Regions from separate parts of the Rattus norvegicus genome. Here regions 2 and 3 are each linked to region 1. Evidence: chromatin contacts called from public Hi-C data. All regions are on one chromosome and are shown on one strand. The core of a region is the stretch at or near the end of the contact, and the rest is flanking DNA. Distances in the headings are between cores, read along the strand shown. Region 1 holds the start of Fat1 (FAT atypical cadherin 1). Region 2 has its middle 450 kb from the start of Adam34l. Region 3 has its middle 610 kb from the start of Adam34l.

The links. A called contact is a pair of places that touch in the nucleus more often than the background predicts.
Region 2: a Hi-C map of the A7r5 cell line shows a contact between it and region 1, with 7 times the contacts expected there. The contact joins the enhancer-like site here to the promoter of Fat1 in region 1. A contact is called at or near these places in 1 of 12 Hi-C or Micro-C datasets (the A7r5 cell line) and 1 of 1 datasets of contacts at active chromatin or transcription factors (oligodendrocytes).
Region 3: a Hi-C map of the A7r5 cell line shows a contact between it and region 1, with 5 times the contacts expected there. The contact joins the enhancer-like site here to the promoter of Fat1 in region 1. A contact is called at or near these places in 1 of 12 Hi-C or Micro-C datasets (the A7r5 cell line) and 1 of 1 datasets of contacts at active chromatin or transcription factors (oligodendrocytes).

Annotation. Positions count from the first base shown.
Region 1 is chr16:54,026,552-54,031,518 of GRCr8, forward strand. Fat1 (FAT atypical cadherin 1) reads right to left here and starts at 2,058. Exons shown (of 27, transcript NM_031819.2): 1 at 1,884-2,058.
Region 2 is chr16:54,812,746-54,817,712 of GRCr8, forward strand. No RefSeq gene overlaps it. Among named protein-coding and RNA genes, the nearest start is that of Adam34l, 450 kb to the right of the region's middle. Within about 2 kb of position 2,301, at least 3 of the 93 cell types and tissues checked have an H3K27ac peak or open chromatin away from gene starts, as enhancers often do. A contact at or near this core is called in the A7r5 cell line, where this site is marked.
Region 3 is chr16:54,655,492-54,660,458 of GRCr8, forward strand. No RefSeq gene overlaps it. Among named protein-coding and RNA genes, the nearest start is that of Adam34l, 610 kb to the right of the region's middle. Within about 2 kb of position 1,905, at least 7 of the 93 cell types and tissues checked have an H3K27ac peak or open chromatin away from gene starts, as enhancers often do. A contact at or near this core is called in the A7r5 cell line, where this site is marked.

The DNA of each region.
Region 1 (4,967 bases), core at 808-3,307:
AACGCATTCTCGGCGCTTAATTCTGCCCCAAGGGTCCCGTAATCTGTGAGCCTGGCCCCTCAGCTACAAGTTCTCGTGCGAGATGGGAGATTCCCGGCGAGCAAGGCTCCCCACTTGCAGAACTCCTTCTGGCGGCCGAGCGCCCAGCCAGCGCATCCCAGGGTTGCAAGTCTATCCCCGGCTCCTGCAGAGCTCCAGGTACCGGCTGATGAGCAAACGAGACTAAACCGAAGCCAGCCACGCTTTGGAACGCAGCCCAGAGAAAAAGAAGGACTCGACCTCGGAAAGTTTGTGGGGCTCGAACATTTTAACGCCGCGAGAACGCAGAGATCAGATTTCCCTTGGAGCGGGTGGAGGGAGCTGCAGAGGGAATTGCACGGCAGACAGGGTCTAGAGTGTATTCCTTTGGCTCAAAGTTAATGTCACCTCTTAAGCCATCTTAAAGCAAGGTGGCTGAAAAAATAATGGTGTCTAGCAGGTTACGCTTGGGAAGAAAAAGTAGTGCCTGCATGCGGAATGAGTGTGCTGATTCGTACCTCTGAATTCGTACCCTGCTCACTACTTAGAACACATATATTCACAACACCCAGAAAAAGCAAACATCTTCGTAACCCAAAGACTCCTCCGGCCGCGGCAACAATTGCGCAAAGTGCTCGCAGAGTTACCGGTCAGTGAACGCTACGAAAGTGAGAGACCTGATCTCCAAGCTCAACCAGTTTGCGACCTCCCCCCAGCCTCCCCGGAATTTTAACTCTCAACAAAACACACACACACACACACACACACACACACACACACACACACACACACACAAAGCAAGCCGTTGGGGGAGGGGATGTGAGAGGGCTTAGGGCAGAGCTGCTAGAAGGAAAGGACAATAAAAAGTATAAAAACACATCGCTCCATAGCATTAAATCACCACTGGATTTTGTAAGTCGTACAAAGGAATTCCTGTAAAAAAAAAATCATTGATATATTGGTGCTTACTAGGACTAAAATATCTAATTAAGAATCCTAAATATCCAGGCTTACTAATAGATCTCACTGCCGGTAAGAAGTTGCACTTGGTCGCTACAGGAACCGCAAAAAGCCAAAAATGCAGTCTCCTGTGTTGCCTCATTTTGCTAATCCTTGAGCCACCAACGGAACGAAATGGAGATACCTTTTTGACCACGAGCGAATTGCCTTCACATGAAGAGACGTGTTGTTCAAGTTCCGCGAACATCATTTAAATAGTCGATCTTCTTTGACCCTGTCCCCAGAGCCTCATTGAAATTAGGTGGAAGAGAAACTGTCCCCCCCCCCCGCCAAAAAAAGAAAAATAAAATAAAATAAACCCTTTCCCCCAGCACTGCCTCTACATTCAGTCTACCCAAGCTGATTTTTCTTGAAATATATTAAGTGTCGTCCGGTGTAAATGAAGACGAGGGTGCAAGCGATCAAGCTCTGTCTGGTCCACGTCGTTAAGAGTAACCGGCAGGTCCAAGTTCGAGGTCTGCACTGAACTAGGAGCTGAGAGCGCGCCTTGCCCAATGCTCGGACTAGAGGGCGCTGCGCCACTGCAGATCACCCAGTCCCCAACGCGCCCTCCCTGGGCACCATTTCTATAACAAGTTACACTGAAAATAATGCACAAACGGCTTCACTTCTCAAGTTCTTTTGAACAGTGCTCTGTGTGTATTTTGCGAATTCCAAAAGCTGCGCATGCCTGCCTTTCATTCCCGCGCCCCGTAAAGGCCGCGGGCAGTCCAGTTTCTTGAGCGCAGATCACGTAGGATACACACGAATTCCCCCACTCGCTTACAGTGAAACACCCCTCACGTTATTTTCATTCACGATTAAACTTAAAATTCTACAAGGCATGCACTGAACAAAGAACTCACCACAGTAGCCCGGTCCTCGGTGTTCTTCCTTACAGTCCCCGGCAGTTGGGTAATTCCCACGCCGATTGGATATTTGTTAGGATCCGGGCTCGAAGTACCAACTTTGCCTCCCTTGGATCTTCAGCATATCCCCAAGCAGAGCGCGATCCTCCTCCAGTGCTGGCGGGACTCAGGTGGGCGCATTTCCAGTGGCTCTCGACCCGGGGAAAGTTTGAGCACCAAAAGAGGTGGAGAGAGCGCGCACGAGGTCTGGAGAGAGGGCCGAGGGGAAGCCAAGTTTGTCAGAACATGTCCAGGCAGCCAGCTGCCGAGTTGAGGAGTTACGGCCGGCAACTGCGGCGGATCTCTCTGCCTCTTTTCCCTACTCCTCCCTCTAGGAGCGGCTGGGGGAGGGGAGGTGACGTCAGAGCCCCGCCTCGCCCCCGACTCCCCGGCGCTGACCGGGTTCTCCAGCTTCAGTCGGCCTCCCAGCCAGTTGCAGCTAAGAACGCCCAGGCTGCCGCCAGGTTTCCCGATGCAGTGATCTCCCTGGCCGCAGCCGTCCCCACGAAGAAATGTCCGTCCCTCTCCTCCCCGCGGAGTCTTGGGGCTCCGCCGAGCGCTGGCTTCTTCGCACTCACCACCGGATCAGCCAGCCAAGGTCCCCCGTTGCGCTCGCCTCCCGGGCTTCCACACCGGGTCCCGCGGCGTTTCCCACGCCTCGGACTGCAGGTGATGCTCTTCCTCTTCTGCAGCTGAAACTCGTCGCAACGTGTCCGTGTCGCCTGTCCGGGTTTTTGCTGGGCAGAAGCGCGATCAGTCACTGCAAGCTTACTGGACGACTCGGACTTTGTCGTCCTCCAACTTCTGGAGATGTGATGTTTTAAATTTTTAAACTATTTAAATTTTAAATGGTTCTTGTTGTCCAACGCTGCTTGTGATCTTTGTGTTGAAAACCGTCTTTTTAATCTCCAAATCCTTTCCAAATGCTCCTCTGTCTTGAGACCTAGTCTGAATCATAGATTTCCAGAGGTAGGGGGAAGCGATGGGGGCGGAGCCAATTTTAACGTATCTTACAAGTAATCTGTAGTGATAATGGCTAATACACAAATCAATTGTCTACACCTCGAAACAACATAAATTTGCAAAAATGCAAGCCCTGTTAAAGCTTAATGTATAAATGAATATGTCGCTTTTATATAAGTGTCCAGGCTGTGGGAAAATATCTGCCGTGGGATTTTTTTTAATGCCACTAACATGCCAAAAAGCATCTCCTGAACAGCATGAGAGTCTAAGGGAGCCATTTATGTAAATTGACACTGCCCCAAACGATTATTATTAGATTTGAAGGAGTCTGGGAAAGCAGGGCATGGTGCTGGAGGCAGATTCTATGAACATATTTTCATCCCTTTGCGTAAATATATCAGTCTGTGTAGTTTTGAGAGATTAAGAGCAAACAAAACTAGCGGGCTCAAACGTTAAGGAAAGAGATGAAGAGACTGAGTGTTCTGAGTGTGTGCTTAGGCTTGAGAACTGCTCCAAGCTCCAGTGAACCCCCTTACCTGAGGTAGTTCGGGACCAATATCTGTTGTAAATGGTAAAAGTTGTAAGTTAAAAGCAAGCCTCCCTGGGTCTCGTCTGTTTGCCACACGGATAGCCTCCATTCGTGCAGACACTATGTTTTTACTGAGCATCTTAGAAAATGCCTAGCATGCATCTGAAAGGTACTTCTTACCACTTGTTCTCCTGAGCCCCTTATTTTCCTTTGCGATCTGAAATTTCTTATAAGGGACTGGGAGCCTCTAGAAGAGTGGGGGAAGGGGGATGGCGACCAGAATGAGATAACCTTAGAGGCCACAGAACAGGGGCAGCAGCGGAGGGGATTTCTGAGAGAAGACTGTTCTGTCGAGCAAGCCTGTCAATGCCCAGTCACTTCTATCCTTCACTATGGCAACTGGGCATGCTCAGCACTCCTTCTAGGTGCACACTTGATGTTAGACATTGACCACACATACAAACCCTCAAGATGATGCAAGGTCTCCTGCGGCACTGCTACGTGCACAAGTCAATTTGGTTTGATAGACCAGACTTTAGAGTTGCTCGGGCAATCCAAGGTGTTCCAGTTTTAAAAGAATAGGGAGGAATTTACGTTTTATTGATAGTATTAGTTCTTTTAAAAAAAAGCTCATTTTAAAAGTTGAGGACAGGATAATTTGAACAAAACCCTTTGTTCTAAGCAATGAGACTAAATCTGGAGTAGCCATTGGCTATTTTGGTTTAAATAAAATTAAGTTAACATTCAATTCCTTAATCTTTCAAACTATGTATCATATATTGACTACCCACATCTGGTTAGTGGCTGTTCATGTCAAAATAAATTTAAAAGCACCTTGATCGCAACAGAGACTATTGCTAGAAATACCTTGCTATATATCTTAAATTTTTTTTAAGGCTACATCAAGCATTAAATTTTAAGTTTCCTCTCCAGTACTGAGTGGATTCTACAGTATGGGAGGGGATGCAGGGCGGGGTGCAGAACCATGAGAGCATTTACTCATTCCCCAAGGATTTCTCAAGTACCAACAATGTGCTAAGTGGAATTATGTAAGATTCAAGTCCTAATAGATGAGGCGTGTTTATGTGATTAAGAAATATTAACACAGCCTTTTAGCTGTTTTTACATCTTTGCTTAGAACAGAGCACAGGGAAAAATCATAATTTTAAGCAAGATAGCATTCTCAGTCATTTTTAGGAATAGCCCTAGAACCAAATGCCTCTCCCTAAGCCCAACTGATTCCCAGCATCCCACCCTCCCTGGCATCCCACCAGCATCCCACCCTCCCCAGCATCCCACCCTCCCTGTCCTTCTGCACTGCTCTTAGCTCTGTCACATTCCCTTTGACCCCTTCTTGCAGCCACACTTTGTGGGGGAGGGGAAGCAGGAAGTATCTCTCCATGACTCCGGACAGCAATTTTTTTTTTTTTTTTTTTTTTTGCATTCAAATCCAGCTCTCCTTTGGGATGTGCTTATACTCTTTAAGAGAGACCTTAAGCCACACAACTGCCCAGCCTGGTACGTCTCTGCCGGGGCTAACTGTAGATGTC
Region 2 (4,967 bases), core at 1,051-3,550, 790 kb after region 1:
AGTACAGAAAACACATCAGTTTCTGGGGAGTGTGGAAGCTTGTATAGCAACTGTGGAAATCAATGTTCTGGTTCCTCTAGAATCTAGAGATAGGGCTTTCTCAAGACTGAGTTATTCTACTCCTTTACACATACTAAAAGAACACTATTTTACAATCAAAACATTCGTTTAACCATGTTCATTGCTGTTCTATTAATATCACCAGAAACTGGAAACAACTAGATGTCCTTTTATGAAAGAAATGTGGTACATTTGTACAATAGAACATTTATTACTTAGTTGTTCAAAAACATGGTATCATGCAATTCACTGGTAAATGGATGGAACTAGAAAAAAATCACCCTGAGTGAGGTAAAACAGACCCAGAAAGACAAATAAAAGTATATATTCACATACACGTGGATACTAGCTGTTAAGTCAATGGTAATCAGGCTATGATCCACAGACCCACAGAGGTTAGGTTAGAATAGGTGACTAGATTGAGGCAAATAGATATCACTAGGAAAGGCAAATAATTAAGGCTGGATAGAGGGTGGGAGGAATTGGAATGGGAGGATCAAGTGAGGAGAAGAATGAGGGATGAGGAAGGGAATACGAAAAGCGTAATCTAAAATTAAGGTTATTTGAGGTGTGGTATGAAACCAATTAATAGAAGTTTTATAGAATGTATCCACATATAAAAGGGCTTTAAATATAATTCACAAATAATAAGGACACAGAACCACAACTGGATATCTCCTATCACTAAATGAGGCTTTTAGTAGCACTATTTGGTCATGTCTAATTGAAGTTTTAGCCAGAGAAATCCCATAGGAATCCCCAAACAACCCAGAGTGCTGTCAAGACTGTTAGAGGTAACTCTCCACAAACCGACAGCAAGGCCTCACTGCTGAAGACACCATCTGTGCAGCACATGGGACACATAGGTTTGCTAGAGTCACCCAGAGCCTTCAACCCCCAACATCCTAGCATCCTTGGTACAAGAGGGTATTCAGCATGCTACCAAAGGAGAAATATAGACACCATTCCAGCCACAAATCCTTTGACCTACTAGGTTGTCCTGCTGGCAAGATAGTGCTAGTGCTATGTTGGCACAAAACCTATGGGAAAAAGCAACCAACATCGGACTTAATGCTCGCTCCATGAAATGTAGTCCATACCCAACACTGGGTGACCAAGAAGGACTCCTAATAACATTCTGCTACACTCATAGACCAGTGCCTTTTCAACCATCATCAGAGATGCTTCCTTTTCAGCAGATGGCAACAATTACAGAGACTCACAGCCAGACATTATGCAGAGGGTTAGAGACTTCGAAATTCTCAGCCCTAAACTGGATATCTCCATTAAAACCCTCCCCTTCAGGATCAGAGAACCATGGCAAATAAGAGCATCCTTTGCACATACACAATGGCTTCAGAATTCAGTGTTTTTATGGGGTTTCTTAAACACTTGTGTATTTGCACCTATGTCTGCTTCATGTGTCTTTTCTTACACTTGTCCTTTTGTTTGTTTTGTATATTCTATTTCCAATATATTCGTTTTTAAAAATCCCATTGTATGTATTTTAATTTTATTATTATCCTTTAGAAGTCTGTTTGTTTTCTAATGAGAGGCAGAAGGGCGAGGGCATCTAAAAGGAAGGGAAGGTGGGGAGAAACCAGGAGTTATAGGGGAAGGGGAAACAAATGAGACTGGCTATAATGTTATATGAGAAAAGAAGCATAAAAGAGAAAAGGAAAAGGTATAGCTTTTAAAAATCTGAAAAAAATCTAATTTTCTCTTTCTCCTTGTTTGCCTTTATCATTTTGTACATAAAGAAATTCACTATTTTTTTTCTTGGTTGAGAGAGTGTCTCACTATGAAGCCTCAGCTGGCATGGGATTCGCTGCATAAATCAGGCTAGTGTATAAATTACAGCGATTATAGTAATTTACTGCTTCTGCCTCTCGAGTGCTGGCATTATAGGTGTGCACTATCATGGAATCAGTCTAAAATGTGTTTACTATGAATGGTTTTTATAAATACAGGAACAAGCTAAGCACTGCCTATACACTATCCACATGAGAGAGCCTTACCCTAAACCTAAGATTTGGAGGAAGCTATAATTTTATTGGAAGGATTTCCCCAAATGGAATTTCCTTGTCCTAGTATCAGCAGGAATTAACAGGCTTGAGGTGAGAAACAATTCATGGTTTTGGATGTTCTGTCCAACAGTTCAGTAGACTACAATCTAGTGTAGAACTCAATTTCTGTCCAGACTCACTGTTGACTCATGTTAAAACAAATGAATAAAAGTTCTGCTCAGACAAAAGTGCTCTGACTAACTCTATAATCCCTTTCCACTCTGTTAAACCTAACACCTCAAAATACACAGAGCAATGACTTGATTTTCACAATCCATATTGAGTGGATATTTCAGTGTTTCCTCGGCCTTTACTAAAAATAACTCCCTTATCATGAGGAATTTCGTATGCGTATGTTTCTGCGCAATGTGACTGTGACTGTGATTACATTCAGTTTTTCAAGTTTGGTTAAAATCATGCTTACTTAGTGTTTTGTTCTTCTTCTTGGTTTTCTTCTAGCTATATGGTTCTCTTAGATTTACCCCCTTAATCTTCTTGTCAGGGGCCTGTGAAACACTCTGAATCTATCTCAGAAATAAATAAACGGACATCAATTGCACCGATTTTTGAAATGATGTAAATGTCTGTCAGCAAAGAAACTATTAGTTAAAAAATATGCTCAAATAAAGGTATATTTTTGAAACTGGAAAAAAATGAGGTTAAAATATATTTTGGGGTTTGTAGAGATGCCAAAACATGTTGTTAACTTTTAAAACAAAAAATGATAATTTAAAGGCTGACTGTATAATGATCTCATATTTTTTAAAAAAATCTTTATTAGCCTAAAATAAATGGCATTTTATCTGTAAACATATAGTAAAAGTTGCTTGCATAGACAGATGAATGATGTTCTGATGGATGTTCGGTAACATGATGACACATGTTACAGAAGGTGGAAACAACCCCGGAACTTTCTGAAAAATAAACATTAATAGTTGATGTCATTTCTAGGAATTACAGATGCGATATAAAAAATGTAGCTTCTACTTTCTTTTCATATTGTGTTTGAGTTTTATTAATGTGCATTACATTTATAGTCTTCTAATTATGTCTTTATAGGGGCAGTGAATTAAGTTTCCATCACAGATGTTCCGCCTGTATCATTGCTAGACTGTCATGTAAATGTCACTCATTCTCTACTTAGAATGTCATCTGGTTGTTGTCCTCTGTTCATGGCATCTTCTGCTTCAAGTTCTGTCAGACTTTACTTTTGTCCCCTTAATTTATTTATTCACTTTACAGCCTTTCCTCCCCTACCCCTCCTACTTTTCTCAGAGAATGGAGACCCCCCACCCCAGGGTATCCACCCATCCTGATACACAAAGTCTCTGAAGAGATAGGCACATTCTCTTCTACTGAGGCTAGTCAAGGCTGTCCGTTTAGGGAAATGGGATCCACGGGCAGGCAAGAGAGTCAGGGATAGCCTCTGCTCCAGCCGTTGGGGGAAACTTATGAAGACCAAGCTGCACTCTGCTACATAATTAGGTCCAGCTGTTGTATGCTCTTTGGTTGGTGGTTCCGTTTCTGGAATCCTCCAAGGGTGCAGGTTTAGTTGACTCTGTTCCTCTTCTTGTGCAGTTTCTATCTCTTTCAGGTCCCACAATACTTCCCCTAACTTTTCCATTAGACTTCCCAATCTCTGTCTAATGTTTTTTCTGTGGGTCTCTCCGTCTGTTTCTGTCAGCTGCTGGGTGGAGCCTCTTAGAGGACAGTTATGGTAGGTTCCTGTCTACGAGCATAGCAGAGAATCATTAATATTGTCAGGGATTGACACGTGTTTCCTGCTTTAAACTTGAAGCCTATTTTTCTTCCAGAAGGAAAACCCACCCCACGGGCAGCCATGCCTAAACACCATTTGAAGAAGTTTCTCTTTCAGGAAAGAGAACAATAGTTTTTGAAATGGATATGCTTTTTTATTTACGCATAAAGAACTATATTGTGGGTGAATATTAAATACCGGAGGACAAAATATCCTCAGAGTTCTTCAGAATTGATATTTTGATTTTATGATCACTAATGCTAAGAATTTTATTTCACACAAAAAGTGTTTCTAAATACTTACTCAAGCATTTCCAAGAGGTGGACATATAACTTTCAGGTAAAAGTTGGTTTTGGTTATCGACCATGAATACATGCTATAAATTTGAAGATTAGAAAGAAATTACTACATATAAGACTAGAACAAATTAAGAATATAAACCTAATTTGGAAGACATTTTCTCAAGACAATTGGTTCTGTACTTAGGGGTCATTGACAGGGCACACAACCTAATTAGTGAGTCCTCAGACTTCCTTCATACTTCCTGGAACTTCTAAAATCGAATAATCTTAACAAAATTGATCTTTACTCACTGTAAGGGATTAACAGGTTTCATGAGATCAAAACTGCCATTTCCCAGAAATTTTGTGCCCGGTGGCCATCTTACTGCTGCATTGCTGGCGTGTAGAACCCGCCCCGGTACGCCCACGTCCAACATATGTCGCATTTCAGCGTAAATAGACTCGAGTATTTCAGTATTATCTGCCTCACCTTGGGGCTGCTTCACTTCCATTCCATTAGCATCTAACGCTGTTTCACACAGAGGTGGGTTCTTAATAAATGCTGCCAGCCACAGGAAGATAATGCGCACCGCTAAAAGAGCAGGTGAGCCACATCCAGCCAGCCAGCAGACGCGCTCGTTCCTGGGTACATTGTGTCCGACATTAATGGGCAGCTGTAAAGTGGTTTCACTCACTCATCACCACAATGAAGCCACTGAACTGGATGATGATAAAGGGGAACTGTGATCTGACTCTCAGATTCCAGATGTAAATTTCTAACTGCAAAAGCAAAGCCTTTCT
Region 3 (4,967 bases), core at 655-3,154, 630 kb after region 1:
GAAGGAAGGGAGGAGGGAAGGAAGAACAAAATAAAAAACAAACATGAGAACACAGTGAAAGTAGAATGTAGAATCATTATTACATCTGTAATAATGTCTTTAAAAAGTTAACTTTTTTTCTAGCAAACACCCTGGTCCTCTGTCTCTCCCAATCTTTCTGCCACTCTTCAGCGTTACCTGAGCCTTATATGTGAAAGTGTTTCCTAGATGTATCCAAGATGGGCTTCACAACTCTGCAGGTTGACTAGTTGTGGTTTTCTGTAGTATACAGAAGCACATCCATTGATACCAAATTGTTAGCCCTGAAAACATATATACAAAAAATATTTTAAAGGTTGAGTAATTTGAATTTGTATTTAGGATATATATATATATATATATATATATATATATGTCACATTTCTATATATGTATATGTATTTGTATACATATTCATATATATGTAATAACAATTGGTGGGAAAATGCCATAAATTTGAGGTAGAGAAGAGAGGTGTATATGAGGTGGTTTCGAGGGAGGAAAGGAAAAGGCAGCATGTTGTAATTACATGATAATCTCAACATTAAAAAATTAACTTAAGGAAAATTGAAAAAGTAGAAACTATGGTTTTTAAACATCTTAAGAGATAACAAAAAGAAAAAATGGAGTTAGATTTTTAATTAGAACCTTGATTTTTGAGATGAATTTTAACAGATAATTAGAACGTATGATTTTGAACTGAGACTCTGAAGGTACTTGGGAACCACTGTACATTTTCTTAAGCATTCTATTTTGCCTTCTGTCGCTGTGACCAACGTGACCATAATACCTCAGATATGAAAGAGTTGTTTGACTTTTATGTTATAATCCATCATGGAGGGACTCCAAGGCATCAACTCAAAAGTATAAGCCCAGAGGCGAGAGTTGAAGCAGAGGCCTTGTAGGAAAGCTGTCTATTGGCTGGCTTTGCCTGGCTTCCTCGGCTCCCCTTCTTCTGTAGCCTAGGCTCACATCCCTCTGGGGAGTGTATGTCATCCACCATGGGCTGGCCCCTCCAAAGCACTTATTGATGCCATACACACAAGACCGCAGGACAATTTGTTCCAGACAAGTCCCCAGGTGACAACTCCTCTTCCCACATTTGTACAACACTGACCGTGGAAGCTAGCTTATAACAGTAGGTGTGAAATCATTACTATGATCATGTAAATGGGTTCATTTCATATTGAAGATATGAGGAGAAAATGTCTTGATGTCTGTAAACTACGTAAAGTAATTAGCCAAAACGTATGCGTATATATTGATAAAGTATGTCTAAGTATAAATGTACATTAATATAAAAGGAAAAGTACTAACAAGTAGTGAGTTTGAGTGATGGATATCTGGCCCTTGTAGCTTTTCAGTAGTATATTTTGGACTATCTTCCTCTTTTTGCTTAGATGTTGTCATGCGACATCTGGTTTGATTATTTGTTTGTTGTGGAATAGGTGCTTATCTGTAAAACCTCAGAAGATATTTCAGTAATGATCAGCAAAAGCTACATTTGTGTATTCCCTTAATGATTTTACTGCAGAGATTCAAATCCACTTGCAATGATTCAAATTCACTTTTATTGATTCTGATACAATTCCAAGGAGAAAAAACTAGCCTAGGCAAAGCAATAGTCATTAGGGGACTTGATTTTTTTTTTGAACCCTGACATCTATAAGGTGAACAGTATGGGATTCCTTCAACACATATCTTCAGGAGTCTAGTGTTTCGATTCTAAAGGGTTACTCACTGGAAATGCTCGGTGCTGGTTTAAAAGTGAGCAGGCTCAAGCTGGATCTGTCACACTTTCTTTGGCCTTCTGAGGCCAAACTGTGTTTGTAATGACTTCTCACAGGCTCAGGATCCTAACTTCAAATCCAGAAATTCTGACCTAGTTCAAAGGAAGTGAGCTAACAGTCTCGGAATTTACTTCAGGCTCTGGGCAGGACAGAGCTGCTGAGGCTGGCATCTGCCAAGCCATCTCGCACTTCCCTGACATGTCAGGGCATCTCAGCAACGGCAGCAGCTTGGTAACCCTAAGTTACCCTGCAAATGCTTTCCCACTGGAGAACCTGTGGCTAGCAAGGTCTTGTCCACAAACTTTTGCCTTAAGCAAACTTTTGCCTTAAGTTGAAACATTAGAACTCAATTTGTTTTCAACAGCTTCTCTTTAACCATCCCATTCTCACGTATGATTGACAACGTGGCCCCTCCTCTTTTAATAGGAATGTCAGTGAGAATCTGTTGTTTCACAGAAAAAAAACAACATTTTAAATTAGACAGGGAATTCTGAACATCTTACCGAAGTTGGGAGCTCAGTGATTTAGATATTTCCATTCTCTAGAGCCATAAACAGCTAGAGTGGTGGTTCTCAACCTGAGGGTCATGACCACTACCACCACTCCCATGATTTGATATCTTGCATATCAGCATATCAGATATTTACATTGCAATGTACAACAATAGCAAAATTGCGATTGTGAAGTAACAATGAAATAATTTATGGGTGGGGTCACTACAAGCCGAGGAACTGTGTTAAAGGGTCACAGTATTGGGAATATTGAGAACCACTGGTCCACAGTGTGGCCATCACTCTGACAATTAACTCAAAACATTCTTCGAAGGTAGCATGTGACAGAACTTAGGACATTCTTTAAGTTAGAGAGTTTTCATAGTGCCTCAGTCACAAGCAAGGTACACTGTTGATCACTCAAGGAAATACTGTTAGAGGAACCTTACACCCTTAGTTACAAATGTTTACAAGAAAGAATGCAATCAAACTAATAGGTCATTCTTGGCTTTAGTTGAAATAAGTTATTTTGCTTGTATCAGTTCTATGCTTGCTTTTTGCAAAACCCAAGAGAAGACAGTTATAACAGGGGCATGCATACATTTAAAAATATCTTATTCTTTTTATACAATGGGTTAAATCTTACCAAGTGCTATATTTAGTTACTACACTAGCAAACTATGAATAGACCTGTAACATTTCTGGCATGTGTGTGTTAGCATGAAAATAAATTCTGATTCCTTAAGGCGAAGTAGTTAAATTTGCGGTTGTCATCTCAGATAATGGATTTCAAATTACAGTTGGCTCTCCTTAACCATAGTTTTCATATCCAAGGGTGGGATCACCAACCCTTGGTCAAAAGTGTTTGAAATTTCTAGAGTTTCAAAAAGACAGAGCACAGGTTTCCTGCATGCTGAGAACAGTAATGAATCCCTTGGACTGAAGTGATGTATGGGCACACCCTGCTGGAACCTCCCGCCATTTGACATCGCCTCGAGCTCTTTTTAGCACTTCTCTTTGTACTGTGTAGTAAGGCTTTGGATGGCTACATCGATTCTGAACATACACAGACAGATCTTGTTAGTACTCCATTTAAAACAAATTTTAATTCGTTAAATTATTTTATTTATCTCTTTTTACGTGTGTGAATAGTTTGTGTGCATATATGCTTTTGTGCTGCATGAATGCATTGCCTGATAAGGGCAGAAGAGCGTGTTAGATCTGGAACTGCAGTCACAGAGGGTTGTGAACTGGCGCGTGGGTGCCAAGAAGGTAAGCTGAGGTCTCTACAAATCAGCAAATGCCTGTAAGCAGTGAGCCCTAGCTCCAGCCCCCGTTAGTACTCCACAACAGAAGCCAATGAGATGGTTAGATTCAGTGGGTAAAGATGCGCGCGCGGGCACACACACACACACACACACACACACACACACACACATACACACACCCACACACACACACACACAGGAGGTGAGGGAGAAAGAAAGATACAAAGTTTTATATTGTACTTATATATATATTGGCCTTCATATTCATGTTGTGGCACCCTTGCAGGCAAACATACACACACACACACACACACACACACACACACACAGAAGAAGTGGGGTAGAAAGATACGTCGTCTTATACTGTACTTGTATTGTGTGAAATAAAGTGATGTAGTGATATAAGCAATGACATAAAATGCAGGAGTGGAAGATTATACTGATAGGATAGGATAGTGTTAGTCAAAACTATAATGCTGGTTTACACAACTGAGTTGTGTGTACAAAGATTTTGGTATGCAGAGTCTCAGGGCCATTCTGCTATGAACACCATGGACTCTGAGGGGTGACCAGTCTATGAAATGTGTGTTCACAGAGGTAGTGGGCAAACCTAATTCTCACCTCAAATACAATGAGAAGTGAGAAAGGGTTTGTTGTAGAAAGATATGCGGAAAGATAAAAGCAGGCCCTAGCGTTTATAAAAAGATACATTTTACCTTGCTGTCAGTAATATAAGGTGTCATGAGAAGTCGTCATGATCACCTTAAAAATATGCTACTCTAGACACTGGTGAGGCCATAACAATGCACCATAGACTCAGAGACTTAACTACAACGGTTTACTTTTTACATTTAACTTTATTTTCTTTGATTTTGTTTATAGTTTGGAAGCTAGCAAGTGCAAAACTAAGGTACCTAAGGTGAATTCTGTGATGTCAGTCTGTGAGGATCTGCCTCATAGACAATTTTCTTGTTAAGTTCCCAATTTTACCTTTCAGCTCTTTACTGAGCTATCCATCCATCAGCTGTTCAAGCCCTGTGGATATGTGTTGCTCCCTTCTGCAGACCTTGGCCATCCCATGTGTCATGCAGAAGCGACTTTCTGTGGGAGCATGTAATGATTTAATGACAATCCAGTCTCACTTTCTAGACAGTGACAGTAGGTCATCCCTGTGGGTTTGAACAGACAAACCTGCTGTCGGACAAGTACTCACCCCTCTGTTATTCTTCTGTGATGCTCCAAGTTGATCCCGGCTTCAATACATTCAGATTACTCTAAATCTTATTAAGGTCAAAATTAATAAGCCTGTGCAATATATAATCTCTTGACTATTCAATTCATTTTATTAAGCTCATTGGCTTAGAGAGCTCAGTTGGAAACACTTAAAGATTTTTAAAATG